Regions from separate parts of the Sus scrofa genome. Here region 2 is linked to region 1. A link is a contact called in public Hi-C data. All regions are on one chromosome and are shown on one strand. The core of a region is the stretch at or near the end of the contact, and the rest is flanking DNA. Distances in the headings are between cores, read along the strand shown.

The links. A called contact is a pair of places that touch in the nucleus more often than the background predicts.
Region 2: a contact with region 1 is called in a Hi-C map of subcutaneous adipose tissue, with 2.2 times the contacts expected there. The contact joins two enhancer-like sites. A contact is called at or near these places in 2 of 5 promoter capture datasets (fetal skeletal muscle and liver), 22 of 47 Hi-C or Micro-C datasets (alveolar macrophages, blood, brain and 13 more) and 2 of 2 datasets of contacts at active chromatin or transcription factors (alveolar macrophages and skeletal muscle).

What each region holds. Positions count from the first base shown.
Region 1 is chr9:136,232,926-136,238,460 of Sscrofa11.1, forward strand. No RefSeq gene overlaps it. Among named protein-coding and RNA genes, the nearest start is that of C9H7orf72, 46 kb to the left of the region's middle. Within about 2 kb of position 3,181, at least 10 of the 83 cell types and tissues checked have an H3K27ac peak or open chromatin away from gene starts, as enhancers often do. A contact at or near this core is called in retroperitoneal adipose tissue and subcutaneous adipose tissue, where this site is marked.
Region 2 is chr9:136,467,236-136,472,261 of Sscrofa11.1, forward strand. No RefSeq gene overlaps it. Among named protein-coding and RNA genes, the nearest start is that of FIGNL1, 19 kb to the right of the region's middle. Within about 2 kb of position 2,011, at least 20 of the 83 cell types and tissues checked have an H3K27ac peak or open chromatin away from gene starts, as enhancers often do. A contact at or near this core is called in retroperitoneal adipose tissue and subcutaneous adipose tissue, where this site is marked.

The DNA.
Region 1 (5,535 bases), core at 1,931-4,430:
TCCGAGCTTGGAAGCTGCCAGAGAAGAGGCGGGTCAGTGCGTGTCATGTGTCACATTTGAAAGTGTTTGAGGGGAGTCTGCCCCTGCGAATAAGATGACACAGTTCAGAAAATGCAAATGTGTCTTAGCTGGGGCCAGAGGCCCTGTGTGATAAATAAGCTCTCCCATGTCAGAAGAGGGAGGGAGGCAGCCCCCTCCCCGACCACCAAAGGGTGACTTTTCTCCTTTTCGGTGGAAAATCCATCCGTTTATCCGACCCTCGGGGCACCCACCCTGGGCCGGGCCCTGTTCAAGGCACTGAGCACACAGGATGAGCAGGACAGATCCTGGCTCTGGGGACCTTACTTTCTGGTGTGTAAGACGGCCGAGGCCAAGAGGCACACAGGTAACTGAGAAAACGGCGATGGAGGGAGGCCGAGTGCACAGGTAACTGCAGAAGCTGTGATGCTGGAGAGGCAAGTGCTGTGCAGAAGGCAGGACAGGTGCTGTGCTCAAGGGGGCCCTGCGCAGGTCGGGCTAGGGGGTGGTGACCGTCAGGCGGTGACCAGAAGTGACCTCCTGCCCGATGGGCTTCCTGAGGGCCCCGAAGGGCGGAACCGTGGAGGGCCTCTCGGATCCCGGCCCTCGGCTCATCCAGCTCTCCCCTCTCCTTTGCTGGTCACTTCATATGTTCTTTCCTTGAGTCAACAAATGTTCACGGTGTTCCAGGAATTCCTGCTGTTTCTGAGACGCCCTCTGCGCAGGGCGTGCCCTGGACACTGCCGAGCGCCAGCCTCCGATGCGCCCCTTGCTGCTCTGGGGGATGAGGCCCCTCCTGCTGAAAGCCTGTCCTGTCCCTGAAGTGGCCACATGCACATGTCTTTGTGCCCACAGCCCTGCCCTCGGGGGACTCACCCTCTCCCAGGAGTGGCCACACTGCCCCAGGGCCCCATCTCTCCGCCCCCCCGCAATCAGAATCTCTTCTCCCGCCACTGCTTCCACTGCCTTTCCTCAGAAAGACATGCTCTCACTTTTCTAAAAGGTCCATCCTCCCTGGAGCTCTGGCTCCCCTTCAGCCTGGGTTCCTCCCTGGGCCTCTCCCTTGTTCCTTCCCTTTCTAAGCATCCTTGAGAAGCAGACGGCCACCCCTCCCCGCCAGCCCCCAGCCCTCTCCCTCCTCCAGCTCCTGTGTCCAATGGAAGCTGACCCCCCAAGGTGGGAACTGCGCACTTGAGGCGGGTCTTGTGGTTGGTGGGCTGCAGAGGGGGCTTGGGGGTGAGTGGCTTAGGCCTTGAACGTCCACGCCGAGGGGTAGAGGGCCATGTGGTCCCCGAGACACATGTTGAGCAAGTTGTACAGGACACCGGCCGGGCTAGGATGGGCGTTGAGAGGAGGTGCGGACAAGCAGGCAGAGGGACTGAGGGGCCGCGTTCAAGAGGAGGAGGTGGGGGCGAGGGGCGCCGTGGGTCTCGGGATCCGCGGGTGAGGCCGGCTCCTCTCCACTCCAGCCGGCACGCCCAGTGTTTCCTGTGCCTGCCTCACCCCAGAAGGCAACCTTCACAGAAGCTGGAGTTGTCACCTCCGTCACCTTGTTCCACAACATAAAAAATGGTTACTTCGTGACAATCGCAGCATAAAAACAGGCCCCTTTTGATTCAGTTGCCATGTGCTTTGTAACTTCTGCGGCATGGGAGCATCGCAGTGTGTGTGTATGTGTGTGTTTTGAAAAACAGCAGATTTGCAGCAGAAGTGCTACAGGCTGCATGCTGCTATCAACGAGAGGTCGCCTGATGCGTGTCCACACTGGGACGGACACCTCCGGGCACAGGTGGGGTTCGGAAGGCATCTTTTGCTTTGCATTCTACTTTTTCACGGTTTTTTTCTTTCTTTTAATTCTCACAAGAAATTTGTCAAGGCCTTGTTTCTTTTTCTTTCTTTTTTGCTTTTTAGGGCTGCACCCGCAGCATATGGAGGTTTCCAGGCTAGGGGTCGAATTGGAGCTGCAGCCTCCAGCCTCCACCACAGCCACAGCAGCGGGGGATCCGAGGCACATCTGTGACCTACACCACAGCTCATGGCAAGGCCAGATCCTTGACTCACTGAGCGAGGCCACAGATCGAACTGGCATCCTCATGGATGCCAGTTGAGTTTCTTTCCGCGTGCCACAGTGGGAACTCCAGGGCTTTGTTTCCACTGGGGGGAATGAGCAGACTAAGACTTGTGGAGGCAGAGCGCATCTAGAGCTCAGTTCCCCACCTGCAGGCTGGAGCCAGCTCTGGGCCCCGCCCCGCCCCTCCCACCCCCACCTTCCTCCACCAGCCCCACCCACGTGGTCCGTGCCCTCCCACCTTCCTGTCTCAGGGAACTCTGACCTTTGCCTGCCCCAGGTTGACTGCCCGACCCCCCTAAGTCCTCGCTGTCATAGATTCTGGGTGACCATCCTTCCTCAACCCAGAAAGGTGACCCTTCCTCCGTCAGGCCCAGAGCCCACTCCTGCAGGGGCGGGCGTGGGAACTCTTGGTTGTTCAGCTGCTTCTCTGCATATCCTCATCTGCTTCGGGCTGTATTTTCTGTATTCCTGGCATCTACGGTTATTCTAGGCACAGAGTAGATTTTCAGTCAGCTAACTGTTTGCACTTCCGTGCGTAGAAGACAATTAATGAACTGAGTGCAAAAAAATGAAATAAAGGAAGCAACACACACAAGGACCGACCACCCCAGTCTCTGTCCTGGGCTCCTGCTCTCTCGCCCATCTGCGTACACCCTTAATTGGAGAGTGTGTGGAGTTGTGTATCTTTATTTTATTTTAATTGGAGAGTGTGTGGAGTTGTGTATCTTTATTTTATTTTATGTGTCTTTTTTCCCTCCATTCTTTCATAGCGTCTTAGGGAAAGAAATGGCAGTTGACGTCTTCCGTCACCAGGGGCCGCTGTCTCAAATGGTCACGACTGTAAAGCCCCACAACCCCTTCGAGAAGAAGGAAAAGGAAACTGTAGGCTCCTGAAAAGGACCTGCCCTCTGACGAGGCCTGAGCCTTGGGGAGGCAGTGTGCACCCTGTGATGGAAAATAAAAGAAATAAGGTGAAAGCCTGTGCCCAGCGTGTGTGTGTGTGTGTGTGTGTGTGTGTGTGTGTGTAGAAGGTGGACAAGGTTTGGTGCCCCCAGCCTCAGTCATTCAGCTGGCACTGCCCTGCAATGCCACCATGCCATGGTGGCAGCCTGCGGTTTCTGGAAGCCACCAGTGGCAGCGGTTTTATTTTAGAAGGTTCCTCTTTAGAGTTGGAATGCCAGGCTCCCTAGAGGTTTCGCGTCACTGTAGGGATTGTAACGGAAGAGCCTAGATCGCAGAGTCTGTGATCACAGATTATCCATCAAAGCCCCTGTGTGGTGGATGAGAAAAGAGAGCGGCGTTCTTTTCACCCAGGGTGTGTCGCGTGGGGACAGCGTCTGTGACCAAGAGGACAAGAGCCTTCCTTCGCTGGCACCATGGCTTCTCTTTCAGAGAGACAGGCATGCGCCAGGCTCCGTGAGGGTCAGAGGCCACACGTGTCCCCTGCAGGGTCCGCCGGTGGCCTGTCCGGGGCCTTGACCGCGGGGCGCCCAGCTCCAGCATCACTCAGGCGTGTGTGGGTCCCTCCAGCCTCCCACGTGGGGTTGTCTTCGTACATGGAGCTGTGGATCGGAGCTTTCATTAACCTCGGCTCATGTGACCCTGCGACCCCACGGCAGGCATTTTACACATCCTCTGCTGTTCCGTGAAAAGGCAGACAGACGTGGAGAAGTGAACAGGGACCTAAGGTCACACAGCTCGTACTCAGCCAAGTTAGAACCGGAACCCAGGCTTCCGCACTTTAGCCACTCATTTCTCCGCAGATGGAATAAGCTTCTCCGAGTTACTTACACACAAAACATCGAATAACCAGAATGCCTTCTCCTTCTCTCAGGAGCTTCAGAATAAGATCAGGATCCCACGGAACTCCAAGCACACGGCCAAGTCCTTGGGGCGGTTTGGCCCGGCTTTTCCCACTGGAAGGGAGAATCAGTGCTGTTCCCTGAGCACCGTCTGTTGCCTGGGCGGACACCCCCGCGGCTTGGACGGCAGCTCCAGGCCTTCTTGGGGCCGCCTTCCTACCTGGACACGGACACGCAGCCGCCCTCCAGCCAGCCTGCGGGGCCGATTCGCCCTCCTAGAAAAGAAATGGCCTCCACTGAACCTGATCTTGTGGTCTGATTGTTTCTAGAAAGAGCTACTCTGTCAAAAAAAAATCAGGCCAAAACAAGAATCTTCACCTGCAAACAAGGATTTACGATGTGATGATGTAAAAATATTATGCACGTACAACTCTGAACAACATGACTCCCCGGGAGAGAGGAAGAGAAAAATCTAGAAATGGACGGATAGAGCAATCATTTTAAACTCCTGCATCCAGGAGAGATTTTTCTCCGTAGATGATATGGGGACAACTATTTGGAGACAAAAGGGAAGGGCAGATCTGAGTGTGAGCTGTAAAACCCGAGACAGCTCTTCCTGGAATAGCGCTTTGCCGGGTAAAAGGCACAGCCTCACAGAGGTGACCTCGAACTTCCGGAGACTTGGTTTATATTATGCGGGTAGGGGAAATTTTCCAAAGAAGCCACTAAAGCCAGAAATCATGGGGGAAAAAAAAAAAAAAGAAAAAACCTGCTTCTTAGATGAAAACATACCACCAACATTTTTGAAAGATTTTTAAAAAGCTGAAGTAGCATTAATTTAAAAATGCCACCAAAGCTTTTTTAGACAAATCTGTTGGGAAAATATCAGACAATAGATTCTGACATTATACCAATAGAAATAAGACAAAGGGTATTAACAGATACATTCCAAAACTAAGACATACAAATGGCGAATAAATAAAATCTTTACATCCCAGGAGAATTCGAGGCATAACTGTATTTTTTTTTGTCTTTTCACCCACGGTCCATGGTCATGGGAAGGGATCTGTGTGTTTAACTTCCACCCTCAGGTCATGACATTGGAAACTTCTTTCCAGAGGGTATTTGGCAAAGATGTTTCAAGAGCTTTTCCAGATTAGCCATTTCACTTTTAGGACTTTGTCCCTGGTCCTTTCCCCCGTGAGTAAAGACATTTTTTTACAAAGAAGTTGAGGGTTCAGTATTTCATAACTGAGAGAAATTCAAAAAAACTGAAGGCCCAGTGAGAGAAACTTTAATAAGCTGTCCATGAATATACTGAAATATATGCCTTAAAAGATGAGGGAACCCTATATGTGGGAGTTTCCCGTGGTTCAGCAGGTTAAGGATCCAGCATTTGTCACTGCTGCTGTGGCTCAGGTTTGATCCCTAGCCCAGGATCTTACATGTGCCACAGATGCAGCCCCCCCCCCCAAAAAAAGACAATGGAACACTCTCTATGTATTTATTATCATGGAAAGATATATGTGCAATTGTTGGTAAGTGCAAAAAAGCAGAATTTACAACAGTATGTATTTAATTATCCCATTTTAACTTTATACATGAATATATGCATTGAATAATGTGGGGAAATATTTTTTAAAG
Region 2 (5,026 bases), core at 761-3,260, 230 kb after region 1:
TGATTCTATTACCAATTAATTCATCACATTTTCTATCAAAATATCTTGGGCGTTTTGTGATTCGTTGGTGAAATTTTGCACTCTCACTAAAAGCACATCGATTCTCCTTCTCTTTTTTTCTTTTCTGGCCGCTCTGCAGCATGTGGAGTTCCCGGGCCAGGGATCAGGTCTGAGCCACAGTTTCAACCCAAGCCGCAGCTGCAGTGACACCTGATCCGCAAACCCACTGAGCTGGGCCCGGGGTAGAACCTGCATCCTGGCACTGCAGAGACTCGCCAGTCCCACTGGGCCACAGCAGGAAACTCCAAGAGCATGTGGGTATTCTCCAGGAAAGGAGTCCCTTGGCTGTTTCCCAAAGTCTTGATTTTGGGTGTAGCCTCTCAACACCAAACACAGCAGGGCCCCGAATGGCTGTCCCGGAGCCACGTCATCAGAACAAGACTTTTCTCTGCTTCAGCTGCTGCTGGGTGGAGCCCAGGGCTGCTCTGCCTGCAAGCATCCCTGTACCTGCCTTTCCCCAGGCCCAGCCCCCACTACCTCTGATGCGGGAGGAGGGATTCCTTTGGCTCCTAGACCAGCAATTTTGCCTCACAGCCTGGTCCTCCCATGAGCCCCGCCCACCAGTAACCCAAATTCCCGGCCTCCAGCTCAAGGCTGCCTCCAAACTCCCTCACCCACGCCCCTTCCCCAGGCGCCAGTGCTTGCAGCTCTAGGGCCTGGTTCACAAGTGCGGCTCAAGCATCTCCCGGCTGGTTCTTCAGAATGCAGTTCTGGAGGCCTGTCTGCCTGGACCCCCCCTGCAGGTGTGGAACCAGCTCCCCAAATCCAGATAAGCCGTCTCCCACTCACCCTCTCCCCCTCAAGGCAGGTACCAGGCTTATCCCTCTCCCCCAGCCCAGCCCCGCACCCCCCTTTTCTAATAGAAGAAAAATGAATAACGGCTCTCTCTCTTCCCTTCTTAGCTTGAAACAACTCAGATATAGACAAGAGAGTCAGAGCCTCGAAACCCAGATCCTACCTGTGCTGCCCTTAGAGCCCAAGGGAGAAGACACAGCCTCCGCGCGTGGCCACAGGGGGCTGCCACTCTAGGCCGGCTCGCTCTGTGGGATGCAGGCAGGTTTTACACTCAGACCGCCCCTGAAAAGGCTGCACCCTCGCCCTGCTAGAAAGGGGAGGGGACCAAGCCACATCCTGCAAGCAGCAGAGCCCAGGAAAGTGAGAGAAAGCACAGCTCAGTTCCTACAGCCAGAGGGTGTGAGAAGGTAGCAAGGCAGGTGAAGGGGGGCCTCTGGGGACAGAGAAGAGAGTGATGTATTAAGAGTCGGGGGGGCAGGGACAGGAGGACCAGGAGCGGTCCTGCTGGAGAGACGAGGCTTTCACCTGCACAGCAGCGCGGCTGAAATTGGAGGACGTAGAGATGAGAGGGCAGCAGAGACGGGGAGGCGCGAATCTGCACTGGAACGCGATCGCCAGGAGCTGGGGCTTTGCTACCGTCATCATCGCCATTCGCATTGGCATTCACGGCCAAGGCAAGTGGAAGTTCCAGGGCCGGAGATCAAGCCTGAGCCTCTGCAGCCCCCGAACTGTTGCAGTCAGGTTCTAAACCCACTGCCTCACAGCAGGGGCTCCTCTTTTTTTGACTACTGGGAACCTGCCGTCTGCCTCTACACGGCCTGCATCACCAGCCACTGCTGCTGCAGCCCCGTGACACCCCCTGAAAGGAGCTCGGGGTGGGGGCCAGGAGGGAGGCCCTCTGTGCTCTGGGAAAAGCGGTAGAACAGCTCTTCAGACAGGAATTTTTAGGAGATTTTATGAGCGCGACTCTTGCATCTCCTCACATCTAGAGAAGCACTCAAATTCTTCGTGGGGACACCTGCTCCTTGGGAGTAGCAGTGACCATCACGAGACCGGCAGCGACCTTCGGTAGCGTGTGTGTGTGTGTGTGTGTGGTGGGGGGGCAGATGCCTGCGCCTTCACCACAATCACATCCACGCTGACCCCCCCCGGCACCCCCGCCTCTCAGGAGGGGTGTCTCAGAGCTCTCTGAATGCTGCCTCCTGGGTGACAGGCCTCATTTCGCCCCACAGAAAACTTAACACTCAACTTTTAAATTGTGCATGTTTTTAAGTTAACACTGCCATATCCTCCGTGTCACAAAGATTCCCTGGCACATAGTAGGTGCTTTTGCTACAGTCTGAATGTTTGTGTCCCCTCCAAAAGTCATATGTGGAAATCCTACCCCCCAATACTGCCCCCCACCCCCCCGCTCTGCGGTGGGGGCAGAGGAGAGCGGGGGACTCCGGAGAGACGTTGGCAGAGAAGAACCGGGGAACTCGGCACACCTCGGGCCCTGGCCCCTGCTGGGACCTGAGGTCTCAGAAATGCCATGTTCTGGGCTGTGTTTTCCTAAAAGGAGGAAGGTAAAACCCTCAGTGTGAAGTCCCCTCTCTTTTTCCGCTTTGTGGCAAGGCCAAGGACAGAAACAGGGCCAAATCCCTGAGCCATGTCTCCTGCGGCCACCCTCTCCTGGGGCCCAGGGCGCCCGGGGTGGGGCCCCACAGTCCCTCAACTCTAGCAGCCCGGCCCCTCCTGCCTGGCAGCGGGTGTTGCCCCGGCGAGCCAGTGGGCGGGGCGAAGCAGATGCAGCCACCGGGGCCTGTGCACAACTGGGAACCAGCCGCCTGGGGAAGGAATTTGCATAATAAGGATCGTTTGGTACCCAAGCTGTCCCCTGAAGTGAACTGCATGGATCTCTGTACAGTTAACAAATTTCACTTCTTCTTTCCCATGTTTTGTCAAACCAACTAGATGTGACGTCCGAGTGTGTGAATTGTCCAAAGATGTTTTGTTTCTCCCTCCACGAGTCAGACCTCCTCTCTCTGCTCTGCCCAGATGGTCCCTGGCATCCGTGGACAGCCCTGCAGTGCCTCCTCCCCTGCCCAGGACCTCACTCCTCGCTCTCCCTGGGAGGGGCCACGTGGTGGCTTCCAGACTGCCCAGAGGTGGGCCTGCCCCTGCCCCTGCCCCTGCCCCTGGGCGGCAGCACCACCCCGCCCCAGCCTCTCGCTGCTGCTCCCACACCTGCAGCAGCTTCCTCGTCACCATCATCCCTCCCGCTTCCTGTGGGCGAGGGCGGCCCGAGGCCCCACAGCAAGGAGGGGTCTGTGGTTTCAGGCCTCAGTATGATTCCCCTTTCAGGCCCTCCTCCCTTCTGGGCACTGCCCTTCACAGAACCCTCATGGCTCCCTCTGCCCACGCCCAGACCCCACCCCTCAAACATCACAATTCTTTTTTTATGTTGCCTTTATGTCATCCTGCAGGAAAACAAGTGTATGTGTATGTCCACAGCTATAAATATACCATAGGAACAGGTATGAGCCCAGGGGCCTGTCACCATCACTGTGGGCCTGGGGGGCAGGGGGGGGCGGCAGGAAGCCTGATCCGGGGTTCAAGTCCACACCCTCCAGAATGGCACGCAGCCTCATCAAGACCTGACCGCTAGCCCATCTCTCTCAGCTCCTTCCAACCTCCAAGGCAGCCTGACTCCCAGGCTCCCACACATGGCTGGAATGCTCCCCAAGCCTCGCCACCTGCTAAACCTCAACAGAGGCATGCCACAAGGCCGAACTCTTGTCCCCAGCTAATTTTTGGGGCTTTCTCAAGGTCAGATCTCTGGGTTCCTGGCGTCGTTTCAGTCGGTGTCAGGGCCCTTGTGGTGCTCTGTCAACGCCTGCCTCCTCCATCGGACTGGGAGGCAGACACCTTGCTCGGCCGTTCCCGAATCTCCAGGAATGTGACTCTCCAGGGACTCTCTTCCCCTGCTCCCTGGGGTCTGGGAAGGGCCGGCGTCATCTCTCCAGAGAAAGGCAGGAGGCCATGGGACACAAGCCCCAGGCTCCGGGGTCTCCAGGAGGTCCTCTCCCGTGTGTCCTGGCGTCCCGGCTCTAGCAGGAGGGTCCCATCCAGGGGACAGGCTGAGCAGTCCTGGGGGGAGGTTGCTGATCAGGAGCAGGAAGGCTGGGAGGCAGGTCAGACAGACTCCCCCAGACTCAGTGCCTCTTGGCCGACTCACGAGAGACAGAGGCGGGGAGAGAAGAAGCAGACAGGCTGCCACGCAAAACAGTTAAACCAGAGAAGGCGGTGAGAGAGTGGAGGTGGATAATAATAAACAGAGCAAGACACCGGATCCGACTGTGCCAATCCTCAGTATAGACAGCATTGGTCTCACGCCCCAAGTGACACACAGACTGTCAGAGCAGATCCGCACACAGGACCCAACTACACCCTGTCCCCGAGGAAGCCGTGTTCACTCTAAAGACGCGTGGACGGAAGCGACGGCTGGAAAAGATGCGCCCTGCTCACGGCGGCCAGAAGAAAGCAGGGCAGCTCTGTTAGGCTCAGGCACGTGGGACCTCAGAGCCAGGGCAGGTGTCAGCGGTAAGGAGGGGTGTTTCCTGGAGTCAGTTCTCTGGGAACACAGAACACGTCTTAATTATACACAGCTAACAACAGAGCGCCCATATACGTGATAAAACCACAAGGAGAGACAGGGGAGGCTGTTAACCCTCCCCATCAGAAACAGGCAGGTCCAGAGGGGACTGCAAGACAGGAGAGGGTATGTGGGTGAAGAAAGATGGCAAGAAAATTCGCAGCCGAGGAAGGTGAGCACTCGGGTCCAGAGCCTAGAACCTGGGCCACGTGCTCGGGGAGGGCCATGACCTCAGCTGGGCCCGTGTCCGGGGAGGGCTTTCGGGGCCTGCGGTCTCTGTGGTGCTGCAAGGAGTGGTGCCCACGAGGGAGTCCGGCAGGAAGGGGGCATCCGCTTGGAGCCAGGGGAGGGCCTTCTCAGCATCCATGCTAAGCGGGGGCTTGGGGAAGGGAGCCCCCATCTGGACCTGGAGCTGCCAGGCTGTCAGGGAACCACTTGGGCCTTTGGAGGAAGTGCTGGGATCGTAAAGCCTGATTTCAGGTAGTGAAACTAAGGCCCGGGAAACAGAGTGATTGGTCAAGGCCAAGGAGAGTCACC